Regions from separate parts of the Zea mays genome. Here regions 1 and 2 are each linked to region 3. The links are chromatin contacts, called in public Hi-C maps. All regions are on one chromosome and are shown on one strand. Each heading gives the region's core, a stretch centred on a gene start, on an enhancer-like site or on the middle of the called end of the contact. The rest is flanking DNA. Distances are from core to core; before and after follow the strand shown.

Evidence for each region. Hi-C and Micro-C count contacts between places; a contact is called where the count stands out from the background.
Region 1: a contact with region 3 is called in a Hi-C map of leaf, with 4 times the contacts expected there. The contact joins the promoter of LOC100194286 here to the promoter of LOC103639219 in region 3. A contact is called at or near these places in 6 of 25 Hi-C or Micro-C datasets (ear, endosperm, leaf and 2 more).
Region 2: a Hi-C map of leaf shows a contact between it and region 3, with 5 times the contacts expected there. The contact joins the promoter of LOC100281205 here to the promoter of LOC103639219 in region 3. A contact is called at or near these places in 2 of 25 Hi-C or Micro-C datasets (leaf and tassel).

What each region holds. Positions count from the first base shown.
Region 1 is chr9:141,189,586-141,194,125 of Zm-B73-REFERENCE-NAM-5.0, reverse strand. It overlaps LOC100194286, which reads right to left and starts at 1,798. Exons shown (of 9, transcript NM_001366816.1): 1 at 1,681-1,798; 2 at 1,513-1,605; 3 at 1,291-1,414; 4 at 988-1,080; 5 at 638-683; 6 at 490-562. The coding sequence starts at 1,775.
Region 2 is chr9:141,128,642-141,133,758 of Zm-B73-REFERENCE-NAM-5.0, reverse strand. It overlaps LOC100281205 (pre-mRNA-processing ATP-dependent RNA helicase prp-5), which reads left to right and starts at 3,064. Exons shown (of 5, transcript NM_001154124.1): 1 at 3,064-3,736. The coding sequence starts at 3,163.
Region 3 is chr9:141,333,092-141,337,931 of Zm-B73-REFERENCE-NAM-5.0, reverse strand. LOC103639219 (protein trichome birefringence-like 6) reads left to right here and starts at 2,391. Exons shown (of 5, transcript XM_008661991.4): 1 at 2,391-3,661; 2 at 3,764-3,956; 3 at 4,064-4,254; 4 at 4,388-4,546; 5 at 4,656-4,840. The coding sequence starts at 2,472. LOC100277134 reads left to right here. Exons shown (of 2, transcript NM_001371588.1): 2 at 1-362. The coding sequence ends at 138.

The DNA of each region.
Region 1 (4,540 bases), core at 549-3,048, 140 kb after region 3:
AATTAAATTACTAGGCAAGTAGGCATTTCTGTGCAGATAATCATTGAGCAAGCTCGCTGCAAAAGGTGAATTTGCTGAATAATAACCCCAACACAGGGCAAGTATGCAAAGTAAAAGGACATTGCTGCTTTTGGCATCCATCTGGAGTTGACAATTGTGTAATTTGTTAACTGAAACTATGGTACTACGGTAGTTTTAAAAACTCATGCCATGCAAGTCCTGTCTGCAAACAAGAACTATACTAGCACAACCAAAGCCAAAAAAAAATCTAGTTACTACAATCCCAAATCCCAGACTATAGGTTACATGAACTGAACCTTCCAATTACTGCAAACACAAAGGATCAATTGCGCTTCCCACATTGAGAACAGAATGGACTACATAGGGAAAATAAACCCAGACTGAAAGTCAAACATGAACATTAAGATCCTATAACATGCAAAGAACTGAATCAATTGATGATCGTTCAGCAGAATTTGTGTTCAGTACCTTGCAGCTAGTCCAATACAAACAGTGGATACATCAGGCCTGATATGCTTCATTGTATCAAATATAGCCATTCCTAACAGAAAACGAAAATGCATTAGTATTAATTGAAGCAGCTAACGCAGACATACTATGTTAGATGAGCTATTACCAGCTGTCACTGACCCTCCTGGCGAATTCACATACATAATGATATCCTACAGGAAGGTTGACAAGGATCATGCACTAGATGGAAGAAACCACGTTTTGAATATATAATTGCCATGTATTCGAGTCCCTAGCTAGATGAAATGGCAACATTGGATAAACCTACAAGTTCAGTGGTTACAATTGTATAACCCAATTCCGCAACACAGAAAGTTAAAGAAGCACTGTACAAAGTTTAGTACTACAATGTTGGTTCACTGTCTGGTATCAACAAACAAAGGTTTATTTAAAGCGCAAGCATGTTCTATTCACATGGGAATTACAGCAGCAAACGGTTGTCCCGTTCGTTTTCACCTTATTGGGATCAATAGCGTCGAGGTAGAGCAGTTGTGCTACAATGATGTTGGCCATATCATCCTCAACGGGGCCTCCGCACCGAATAATTCTCTGCATAGAGACAGATATATAGTCACACAAACCTCACAATACAATCCAGTAAAACCCTTCCTGGTAAGGCTTTGTTCGGTTGAGGGGAGATTAAATCCCCTTCTATTCAATTTTGACTAGGGAGGGAATCCCCTCCAATCCAGATCCAAGTATCCAACCAAACAAGCCCTAAGGAGGTCAAACACTTTACACAATCCAGTGCCGTCGTACGTGCTGGAAAAGCTGACTGACGACGCTCTGGAACCGCTCCATCACCATGGGCGACGGCCCACGCTCCTGCCCCGCCGCGGACTCCACTGGGAAGTAGGGCGACCTTGGCACCACCAAGTCATCCCTACCACAGGCACAAGCAACATCAGAAACCCCGTGGCACCTCACGAAGCCCATTTCAGGCAGACGGACGAAGCTCGAAGGGCTCAAGACAAATTCCACCTGATCGACCAAATCCCGCGCCGCGGATTAGCCCCGTAAGGCACCGCACCTCCGGCTACGGCGGTAGTTACGGCACGAGCGCACCTCCTGCTCCTGCAAGACGCGGAAAGAAAGTTAGGGGACGGCAGAGATGGCGGGAAGAGAAAGGCGAAGGGAGAGGACAGAAACCTGAGGAGTTGGAGAGATCTGGGAGCAGGGTTGGTATTGGGGTTCGGGCGGAGGAGAGGAGTGGTCAGCGAGGAGGAAGAGGTGGTGGTCGCCATGGATGGGAATGGGGTGCTCGCGTGGGGTTTTGGGCGGAGGGCGGAAGGGGCTTTGGTTTGCTAGCCCTCGCCTCTTATCCGCGAGGCGAGGTAACTGGTAACGGAGGGTCCGGGAGTCACTGGGTTAAAAGTGAAAGCGTGGGCTTAGATATATGGGCTTTTGGCCTTTCGGCCTCGTCCGCACTTAGAGGCCTACAGCAGGGTGTTCGCATGAGATGACAATGGTGACTCTGCCCTTGAAGAGTTTTAAGTCTCTATATAAAGTAACATGTACCCCTTTATAAAAAGTGAAGTGAAAGAGGTCAACCCTACATCGTGTCTCTTATGTGCTTTCTCTGAGTGTGTGTAGGGATGAAAACGGTCGGAAACGGTATTTATTCGGTAATCAGTTTTTTAGTCGTTTTTATTTAATTGCGAATAAATAGGATATAAAATCTATAATACAAATTTATATTCTTGTTTTTAACATCCAGCTTGTAAAGATTCATAAAAGGTAAACATCAAATTCATCATATATTTTCTTAAATAATATATATAAACTTCGGTATGGATTCAGAAATAAATTCGGTAATTTTTTCAACCTTTTATGTTGTAGGGAGCAAATAATACATAAAAAATTATGTAATATTTTATTAATATTTGTACTAATGTGCTAGATAACATAAAAAATCAACATCAAATTTTATACATATTTATTTTAAAATATTAAATTTGTTCTATCAGTTCAGATGACCACTTTCATCCCTAAGTGTGTGGATTAGGGATGGCAATGGGCACAGATTACCCGCAAGCCCGCGGGCACAAACCCTATAGGGTGCGGGTTTGGGTTTGGGTTTATACCCGCAGGTAATGGTATGGGTTTAAATTTGTACCCAATGGGTTTATTGAAAGTCGCCTAGAGGGGGGTGAATAGGCGGAACCTGAAAATTAAAACTTTATCCCCCAACTAGATCCCTTGATTAGTGGTTAGAACAAGATAAATATCGGAGAATAGAAACTAAGTTCTTGCTTGAAAGGAATATTGCTAAATAATGCGGGAGAGATAAATCAATACAACTAATAAGTTATAGAATAACAAAGCAAGAACCCTTAGAAGAGGAGAGCACTAGAACAAGTTCTTTTCTTGCAATGTGTTGCTTCACTAAATGGAAATTTAACTTGAAGCAATACCAAATGAAATTAGCAAATAATGGTGCAAGAAAACTTAGAGCAAGGGAAAGCAAACAAATCACAAGCAATAAACACAATGGACACGGGTGATTTGTTTTACCGAGGTTCGGCCCTCGAAGGCCTAGTCCCCGTTGAGGAGTCCACTTAAGGACGGGTTTTTTCAACCCTTTCCCTCTCTCCCCCGATCACACAAGGATCGGTGAGCTCTTCTTCTTCTCAAGGATCACTCTCGATCCCACAAGGACCACCACAATCTTTGGTGTCTCTTGCTAGCTTTTACAAGCCTCCAAAAATTTGGAGGAAGTTCAATGGGAGTCAAAACTCCACGCGCAAATGAACACAAAGATGAAGCACACACTATCTCTCGATGAATCTCACAAGGCACTAGTGCTAAACTCAAATGAGTAGCTCTCTTTTGCTTGCTCTCTCTTTTGTGGCACTTGTGTTGGTTGTAGTGGTCTAAATCTTGTGTATAGGATGGATCAATGAATATATGTGGTTGGGAGGGCTTGAGTATGTCAACTAGATGACTTGGAATGTTGCTTGGGCTCCCTTACTTGAAGTGGCCGGTTGGGGTGGTATTTATAGCCACCAACCAAAATCTAGCCGTTGGTGAGGGCTGTCTGTTCGATGGCGCACCGGACAGTCCGGTGCACACCGGACATGTCCGGTGCGACAGCCACGTCACCCGACCGTTGGGGTTTCGACCGTTGGAGCTCTGACACTGGGCCCGCCTTGATGTCCGGTGGCGCACCGGACATGAACTGTAGAGTGTCCGGTGCGCCTGCTCCCGCGTGCCTGACGACTGCGCGCTTCTGGCGCGCATTAAATGCGTCGCAGGTAGCCGTTGGCGCCGAAGTAGCCGTTGCCCCGCTGCTACACCGGACAGTCCGGTGTACACCGGACAGTCCGGTGAATTTTAGGGAGTGGCTGGAGTGAAAACCCGAGGCTGGCGAGTTCCTGAAGCGTGTCTTCTTTGGAGCACCGGACACTGTCCGGTGTACACCGGACAGTCCGGTGAATTATAGCGCGCAGGCTCCGGATTTTCCCGAGGGCGACGAGTTTGAGTTGAAGCCCTCTGGTGCACCGGACACTGTCCGGTGGCACACCGGACAGTCCGGTGCGCCAGACCAGAGGAGCCTTCGGTTGCTCCTTGCTCCTTTATTTTAACCCAACACTAGCTTGGTCTTTTTATTGGCTAATTGTGAACCTTTTGCACCTGTATAACTTATATACTAGAGCAAACTAGTTAGTCCAAAGATTTGTGTTGGGCAATTCAACCACCAAAATTATTTAGTAACTAGGTGTAAGCCTAATTCCCTTTCAATCTCCCCCTTTTTGGTGATTGATGCCAACACAAACCAAAGCAAATATAAAAGTGCATAATTGAACTAGTTTGCATAATGTAAGTGCAAAGGTTGCTTGGAGTTGAGCCAATATAAATACTTACATGATGTGCATGGATTGTTTCTTTGTTTTTAACCTTTTGGACCACATTTGCACCACAAGTTTTGTTTTGCAAATTCTTTTGTAAATTCTTTTCAAAGATTTTTTTTGCAAGATAGTCAAAGGTAAATGAGTGAGATTTTTGCGAA
Region 2 (5,117 bases), core at 1,815-4,314, 200 kb after region 3:
TTTGGGTTCGCCCCTTGGGGAGGAGTGCGGTGCATTTAGGAAACCTAACGGGTGGCTACAACCCCGGGGAATCTTTGTAAAGGCTACGTAGTGATGCCCTGCTAGGCCACCTAGGTAGTGGTCAATGGGGAGTAGCTCTCTCCGGGCAGAAAGGGAATCACGACTTGTGGGTAAAGTGCACAACCTCTGCAGAGTGTTTGAAAACTGATATATCAGCCGTGCTCGCGGTTATGAGCGGCCAAGGGAGCTCCAGTGATTAGTGGTACTTGATCAGAGATACTTTGGTACAGGTGGCTATGAGATCGATGATTTTGGTTATGACTATGGTGCTGGTAGGTGGTATTCTTTCCGTTTGGAAAGGGTACATCGGGCTAATAACTTGGGTTAATGCTAAAACCTGGCTTTCTATTAGTAAATAATAATCTGACCAACTAAAAGCAACTGCTTGACTCATCCCCACATAAAGCTAGTCCACTACAGCCAAACATGATACTTGCTGAGTATGTTGATGTGTACTCACCCTTGCTCTACACACAAACCCGCCCCCCATCCCCAGGTTGTCAGCATTGCAACCACTGCTCAGGCGAAGATGAAGCTGTGGAAGGAGACTTCCAGGAGTTCCAAGACTACGACGAGTTCTAGGCGTGGGTTAGCGGCAACCCCGAGTCGGCTGCCTGTGAAGGCCGCGTTTATCTACGTTTCTTTTCCACACTTTGATTTATTGTAAGAACTATATGGACATCTCAGACGTATGATGTAATCGACTATTATTTCCCTTTTAATACTATTTTGAGCATTGTGTGATGATGTCCATGTTATGTAACTGCTGTGTACGTGAATAACTAATCCTGGCACGTACATGGTTCGCATTCGGTTTGCCTTCTAAAACCGGGTGTGACAATTGTTCTTTCATATTAGATGTGCCAATCATATTTTGAACTTAGTTGCAAAAGATGGTATGAGTGTGATGACATCATATATTAAGAACATTAGAGCAGTTGTCCTAGTTGTTAAAGTTTTAGAAATGTGCTACTGAATGTGGTGTGGACACAAAGGTTGGGCTCTCTCTTGATGTTGCTACTAGGTGGAATTCAACATATTGCATGTTGAGGGATGCACTACATTATATGGCTACTTTTGAAAGGCTTGTGTCATATGAACGTCGCAGGTATGAGAAAATTGCACCTTCCTTTGAAGAATGGGATTTGGCAAAGACTCTTTTACCATGTTTGAGAAAGTTCTTTGACTTGACTGAGTTATTTTCTGGTACATTATATCCCACTGCCAACTTGTTTTTAAAGTGTTTTGTGAGATTAAGTTTTTAGTTGTTGATTGGTGTGATTGCATCCATCCCACTATTATTAACATGGAAACACTATGATGGTCAAGTTTGACAAATACTGGAATAAGTCAAATATTGCTCTTGCTGTAGCTAGTGTCCTTGATCCTAGATACAAGAGGAAAATTGTAGAATTTTACTTGAAGAAGGTGTATCCATATACATATCAAACTGAACTGGATAAATTTAACGGTGGCATGAAAAAATATGTATCGATATTATGTTTGTATTACACCCTCAACATCATATGTTGCACCTTCCTCAACTTCAGTAGTTGACACAATTAAGTCAAGTATCGATGAAGAGCTTGATAGCTACATATTTGATGGACAAGGGCATGATGATTCTATTGACACAAGTGACTTAGAAGAATATTTGGCAGATCCAGTACTAAAGGTTGGTAAAAGTAATCAACACACTTTTGACATATTAGCATGGTGGAAAGCACACAAAGAATATCCTCTCTTGGGCCAGCTTGCTCGTGATGTATATCCTCTCTTGCACACAAAGATTGGATAGCTCGAGCAAGAAAAGGTTATATAGCAATACCTTATATTTATTTACAATTTAATTAGTCATTAGTTCATTACCTTTTTACTAGTGCACTAATGGATCTTTACATTACGATGTTCCATGGATAAGAGTGTTGCTATTCCTAATATGGTTTATGAAATGGAGGAACTTGAGGGTCTTGCAAGAAATATTTCATTTGAGGTTAATTTTCCTTCATTTTCTATTCTAATTTGGTGCATAAAACATTAGCTATGATTTAACTGTATATTTCTTTAACAAAATGTAGGATGAAGACCTAGATGATGATCACGATGATGGACTTGAGGCATCATTGTAAGCTTGTTGATGAAGATCTAGATGATGATAATGTACCATGAATGCTATGAATGTTTCTTATTGTACTTGTTCCGTAATGTTTTGTGACCTTGCGAACTTGGGACTTGTGGACTTGTGGCTTTGTGAACTTTTGTGATGAATTTGTTATATTGTGTACTTGTGATCTTTGTGATCAATTTGTCATATTGTGAACTTGTGATCTTTGTGATCAATTTGTTATATTGTGAACGTGTGATCTTTGTGATCAACCTGTTATATTGTGAACTTGTGATATTTGTGATCAACTTGTTATATTGTTAATTGTGAACTTGTGGTCTTTGTGATAGTTGTAAACTTTGTTGTATTGTGAACTTATTATATTGAGATATTTTCATATTGATAGGGTTATCGATTGTATTTAAGGTTCCGACCGGTACCGATGTATTTTTAGTACCGAACTTTTGATTCCGATGTTTCCGAAATACCAATATCGTTTCAGTTTCCGAATTTTCCGTTTCTGATTTCGTTTCCGATAAAAAATATAAAAACGGTAACAATTTTAGTGTTTTCCGATCGTTTTAACCCCTATCTATTCATATATGTACCCATATATAATTTTTTTACCTATTAGTATATCATAGATAAAAAATCATTATATATCTTTTTTTATATTGGGTAAAACCGGTTGAGCATTTATGTTTGAGTAAAAAATATTATATATCTATTTTTTATATTGGGTAAAACCGGTTGAGCATTTATGTTTGGGATCAAGTACACCAAGCACTTGGTAGACGGTGCACACCGTGACGACCACGGCTACATTCATTCAGCCCACAGCCCTACACGGCCCAGGCCATCCGGAACGACGAGTCCGCGAGACCGCCACCTAGCAAGCCGAGGAGGCGGCGCCAATTCTAGGCGTCTTCCTCCGTCACACCCGGCCCCGCAAACCCTAGCTCGCCCCGGCCCTGCCTCCGGCTCCGCCCATCGCTGCCATGTCGAAGCGGCCGAAGCTTGAGGGTTTCAGCATCCCGCGGCCAACCTCCTACAACTTCGAGCGCTCTCAGCCCGTGCAGCGGCTCTACCGTCCGACCGATGACCCGGACCTCGACGACATCGCCTTCTCCGACGACGCTCCGTCAGATGCCCCAGCCGGCACCGCGGTGGATGGAAAGGCGGAGCATGACGAGGAGATCGACCCGCTCGACGCCTTCATGGCGGAGATCCAGGAGGAGATCCGCGCGCCGCCCCCGCCGCCCAAGGCCGAGGCGCTTCGCCGCGCGGACTCCGGCGACGATGAAGATGACCCCGTTGAGAGCTTTCTGCGGGCCAAGAAGGATGCCGGGCTCACGCTGGCCGCCGACGCCATGCGCGCTGGTTATGACTCCGACGAGGAGGTCTACGCCGCTGCCAAGGCCGTCGACGCCGGCATGATGGAGTACGACTCCGATGACAATCCTATAGTCGTCGACAAGAAGACAATAGAGCCCATACCTGCACTCGATCACTCGACCATCGAGTATGACACCTTCACCAAAGATTTCTACGAGGAGAAGCCGTCGATTTCAGGTGAAGCACTTGGCACCTAGCATTATTGTTCTAAACCTATGGTTCTACTATCTATTTCTGTACATGTAGTGTTGGGGTGTTCCTTGTAGCTTACACGGTTGAGATGCTTTAATTCTACCTTGCGGAAGATATGCAGCCACTTCTTTTACTTCATACTTAGCTTAGTAAATTATGTAATGAACATAGCATGAGTTGGATTGGATGCTCTGTTCCGTGGTGCAATCTGAACTTCTGTTGTGTTGACATGGCAGTGAACCCATGCTGTTCCAAGTTTACTCTCATTTTAATTGTGTTCTTCTAATTTGGTGCTAGAGACTAGATATATATAGTCCTTTTTATATGGAAAAAATCTCACTATCTAGGCTATTACTTCTTTTTTGCTTCTGATGCTTATGTATATGACATTGTTTCATATTCTCTTTTGTATGACTCTTACAACCAAAATCTCAAATGTCTCAAATCACTTGGGCGGTGGTTCACTTAAGAATCGAAGGCCCCATAACACCTGATTGTAACTGTGTTGTATACTTGTATGTGAAGTATTCTTCAGTATTTGTGCAATTATTTTGCTGGACACCATGATGCAATGCATTATGTTTCTTAAGAACTACTCCCTTCATTCCAAATTATTAGATCAGATGCTTTGGTTTTTTAGATGCATAGATTTTGCTAGGCACTTAGATATACATTATGTCTACATACATAGTTAAAGCAATGTATCTAAAAAAGCCAAAATGTCTTTTATTTTGAACAGAGGTAGTGGGTGCTATGTTGGTGGTTGTACTGACTTTGACAGCAGACCTCCACCTACTTACTAGTGGTCCAAGTATATAATGCCTCTAATTGAAGAAATGGTAGATGTTCTTATCAACCATAAAATTATGACATTTATCTCAAAACTAGATTAAAGTAGATGGGTTACTAGTCATTTTCTCCAGCATTGGGTCATGTAGATCTGCAAGACGTTGCACTACTCCAACCGTCCCACAAAGTGTGTCATTCTCACTTCCCGAGGAGTCAAAGATTTTCAACTTTGACCAAATATGTAAAGAAAATATTAATATTTATGGTACATAATTAATATCATTAGATGAATCACTGAATGTGTTTTTGTAATAAATTTATTTTTTTCTCGAACATGCAGGAGAGCTGCGTATCTTTATATTAAAAGAAGATAGAAAAGAGGGGGGGGGGGTTGGAACCTCCGAGTACAACCCACTCCACACCCACACTAGCTAGACTAGAGTTACATTTGTGCCTGAGCACTAAACGGACAACGACCGATGAAAGCCAACCTATCTATCAGGTTGTAGGGCTGACAAGAGGGAAATCCCTCGAGCCCCGACCAATGACTACAAAAAAGCCTCTTCTTCAGCAAGGA
Region 3 (4,840 bases), core at 1,142-3,641:
GTCCACCGGGTCGGGTCGTCGGCGACGGTGAAGGACGGGGACGTGTACATCAACCACATTGTCGGGTTTGGGCTCGGCAAGAAGAAGACGCATGTCCTTGCGAGGGCGGTGTTCTCGCCGTTGGCCGCAGAGAGTTGACGGCGGCCGGCCGGACCCTCCGTCGCGGGATCACCAATCGCTTTTTGCTTAAACGGCAGTTCATAGTTCCACTCAACTCCATGAGAGTTACAGGCTATATATACGTATTTCGGTGTGATTCTGTGATATATAGATGCTTATGCTTTTGTATTGACACGTTGCTCGAAGCTGCACGCTTCTTCTGTTTGATGCAAGCAAAACATGTACTACATGGTTTCGATCAATTTTCAGTTCGTATTCCACAACTGCCGTTTTAGCCACTACATCAACCACGGCAGCTTTTGCAGCTAAACAAAGCTTCAGGGCCAAGGAATTTATTAGTGCCACTATGGACAATTATATTGATACATGTTAACAGTAGCAAAGGTTGCCTCATACAGTATATAATATAATAACGCATGGCTTTTAGTGATTGAGAGTGAGCAGAGGAATTTAATGCCTCTAGTACAACTTATTAATAACACATTGCTAAAAAAATATTTTAGCAATAATGAGACCACTTTAAATTACATGGCAGACCTTAATGAAAATCAATAATGAATATGGCAGCGAGAGATCTAGGAGAGGCCATCTTGTAGTGACAGATCTCTTTTGCCATCGTCACTATCGAGACTTTCTTATGCGTAAGTAGGTCTTCAAGACGGTCTCTTCTATATCTCTTTTCACTACTGTCATTATCGAGCTTCCAGTCAAAACATCATAGATCTCATCCCCTCTAGTACAACGGTGGTGGCTACACCACAAGCACAATTGGCATGACCTCACAGGATCACAAGGTCTATCGTGTCCAATAATAGTGCATGCAAGCACCGAGTGTTATAGATATGCAAATTTCACTAAACACTAGGCTTGAACCTTGAGCACTTCACAAAGAACATATGCAGATCACCTATGCAGTTTGCAAAAAGCACCTACCCAAATCACTGCAGGATTCTTTAAACAATTTGGTGTTTAGAGCAAGCCTCAACTCATACACAACTTCCTTGAGTTTCCACGCCCTCTATGTCGCCATTATAAGCAAAATGGACAATGCCAAATGATAATTATGTTTTGATGTTTGACGACCGACAGAATCATTTGAACTAACATTATATGTTAGTGTTTTAGATATAGTTCAAAACAAGCACAAATGGACTTGGACGAATGAAAATAGATGACCCTAAAGATCAACACATGTAAAGACTAAATGGCGAGACAAATTTATTAAGCCTAATTAATCTATAATTATTAAATATTTACTGTAGCATCACAAGGAAGAATCATGGAATAATTAGCCTTAATAGGTTTGTCTTACTGTTTAAGAGTCCTCATATGTTAATTAATTTTATAATTAGAATATATTTAATACTTCTAACTAGCATCCAAATATCAGACGTGACGTCCTTATATCCAAACACCCGTGACAAGTTGACAACCCCATTAAAATAACAAAATTAGTGTTTTCTATAATAATTTGAGCAAAAAAAAACTTAAGATATGTGATGGATGATGATTTTTAATAATTGTCGTGTACTATTCATTAAACAACATATTCTCTTTGTAGTAGATAATAAGGATATAACCGAGTCATTTACAACTTTTAAAACAAGATGGCTAAAAAGCTAGATAAATAGTATCCTAAGTCACTTTTATGCCTATATTATATATTAATATAACGATTTGAACTATTTATAATATAAATTGCAAAAAATTTAACATAATCTTCAAATTTAATTTTTGAATGTACCGTGTTATTTAGTGCATATATATCAAATTCTGTTGCGAATCTTAACAAATATTACCGAACTATCAAATGATTTTATTGAGTTGTATATAATCTTTTTTATGGTATTATCATAAAATGAAATTCTAGACCGTAACAGTGTTTGCAGTCACGGTTTACTTTCTCGGTGCCAGATCATCGAATTTTGGGATTTTTTTTGTTTTCTCTATTAACAAAAAATGAATTTTGGTCCGGTTTTAGATGGATTTCGATCTAAAATATAAAAATACAAAAGTCAAATTTCGATTAACAAAATAAAATTCGGAACAGTCCAAACGAAATTGTGAACCCTGGTTGTATAGATTATTGCTGACGTGGGGTGGCTAAAATGTGAGCAGCGATGCCGACTGCCTTGACTGTCTTCGAATGTCCAAGGAAAGTGGTTTGGCTGGGGAGTGGGGGCAGACAATTACACTTACTCCACAACACCCGAAGTTCCCGTTCCGTTTCCGTTACACAGACTCCCGACTCCAACTCCTTCATTCACCTTTATTATTACACGGAAGCCGCAAGCACGGCTAGCCATTGCCGCACTAGCCGTCCCATTGCTTCCTCCCCGCCGCACAGAGCAATGGAGAGGCAGAGGAGCTCCTCCTCCTCCTCCCCGTATCAGTTTCTTAGTCCCAAGAGCCTCCTCCTACTGTCCTTCGCCTCCTCCTCCCTCCTCTTCTCCTTCCTCTTCGCGCTCTTCGCCATCCGCCACGGCCGCCCCCTCAACCTCCCATTCACCACGCCCAACACCTCATACTCATTCGCCATGCCCAACACCTCATCCTCGTTCGCCATGCCCAACACCTCCACCGCGGCCCTTGCACCGTTGCCGCCTCCTGGGAACGGTGGGGGTTCCATGGGCGGCGCGGTGGCGCTGGCAGCAGAGGCCGGTTATGCGGTCCGTGGGCACGGGAGTGGAGATTCAGTGGCGGATGGAGCCCGCCGCGCGGTTACCGGAGACCTGTCCGCTCGGGGCGTGGGCCCGCCAATGGAGGTGGAAGGAGCGGTTACTGGAGGAGGAAATGGTGGAGCACCGGCGACTGGTAAGGTTTTGGAGGCGCAAGAGGTTGCAGGAGCTGGGAATAACTCTACTGGAACCTCGGATTTGGCTATGCATGCTAAAGAAAAAGAAGTAACCGGTGTGGGAGGAGATGCCGACAAGTTGGGGAAATTTCCTGTTCGGAAGGAAAACTTGGCCGAGGGTAGCAGGCAACACGTTGGTTGGGAAACAAAGACGCAGCTAAATGCTGGCAGTGCTTCTTCGTCACAGGAAGTAGATGCGTCAATGGTGAGACCGGAGGGAGCAGAGTCTTTGACAGCCGTCAATTTGTCCATGGATGATGAAGCTGCAATGCAGGTGAGAGGTGAATCCGTCGTGCAAGACGATGTTGTGGTTGTGGGGGATAAGCGCTATTCCTCTGTACAAGCAGCAGCTTATGCTTCTGAGCAAGTGGAGCAGCTGGAAAGCTCGCATCTTTCAGCGGGGAACAATAGTTCCTTGGCAGCTCCAGCTCCAGCCAATCAAAATAAGCAAGATCCTAATCTGATTGAGGAAGAAGCGGTCACGAGCAAAATGGATTCTACACGAAGCGATACCAAACGTTGTGATGTTTATGATGGAAGTTGGGTGTTTGATGACGAGACCTATCCACTCTACACGAGTGACTCATGCCCTTTTATAGACGAAGGATTCAGCTGTGGAGCAAATGGGAGAACGGATCAAAGATACATGAAGTGGAGGTGGCGACCTAACCATTGCAATATACCAAGGTATTTGTTTGCACTACTGCAATTCGTTAGTTCTTTAGGAGTTTGGAGGTGGGTCGGCCACAACAATTTTGCTATTTGCTAACTTCTTGCGACAAAACTTAGGTTTGATGCTAGGAAAATGCTTGAGACGCTGCGAGGAAAGCGACTGGTGTTTGTCGGGGACTCCATCAACAGGAACCAGTGGGAGTCCATGATGTGCTTGCTGAGAACGGCTGTCCCAGATCCTGGAAGGATTCATGAAACCCGTGGCCGCAGGATCACTAAAGAGAAGGGTGACTACAACTTCAAGTTCTTGGTTAGTATCTCATGTATGGCTGTATCTGATCTGACTATGAGTAGTCCATTCATCGATACCTAGGCTTGCACTGTAGTTGGTAAATCATCTTGGTATGGTTGGTGCAGGACTACAACTGTAGTGTGGAGTATCATGTGACGCACTTCTTGGTGCACGAAAGCAAGGCGAGAATTGGGCAGAAGCGCATGAAGACGCTACGGATCGATACCATCCATCGGAGCTCATCGAGATGGAAAGGTGCTGACGTGCTTGTGTTCAACACTGCCCATTGGTGGTCACATCACAAAACACAGTCTGGGTGAGTGTTGATTAATGTTTGGAACCATTGACACTATTATTTCTTAATTTTTTTTAAAAAAAACTAGAGCTTGTAGGAAAAAGAATAACTAAATCATGTTAGTAAAGATCTGGTTATTACATATACTCTGCAGAGTGAACTATTATCAAGAGGGAGATCATGTCCATCCCCATCTCGATGCCTCTACCGCTTTCCAAAGAGCACTAACCACCTGGGCATCCTGGGTCGACAGTCACATCAATCCACAGCTAACTCGAGTGTTCTTCCGAAGCTCATCCCCGTCACATTTCAGGTTTGGTCTTTGATTAATCAATCTAACACGAGTGTCATTAGAGCTGCTGCTGCAGCTGTTGCTATCTCTGCGCAAGCAGGTCTATGTAACTAGTTGTTGTCAATTTCAGTGGTGGGGAGTGGAATTCAGGGGGACACTGCAGGGAGAGCATGCTGCCCCTCAATGACACCCGTGCTAGGCCGGTGCCTGAGAGAAACTTGATCTTGGAACAGGTCACGAAGCAAATGAAGACTCCTGTGACAGTTCTGAACGTTACTAATCTGTCTGGGGTCAGGATAGATGGTCACCCATCTG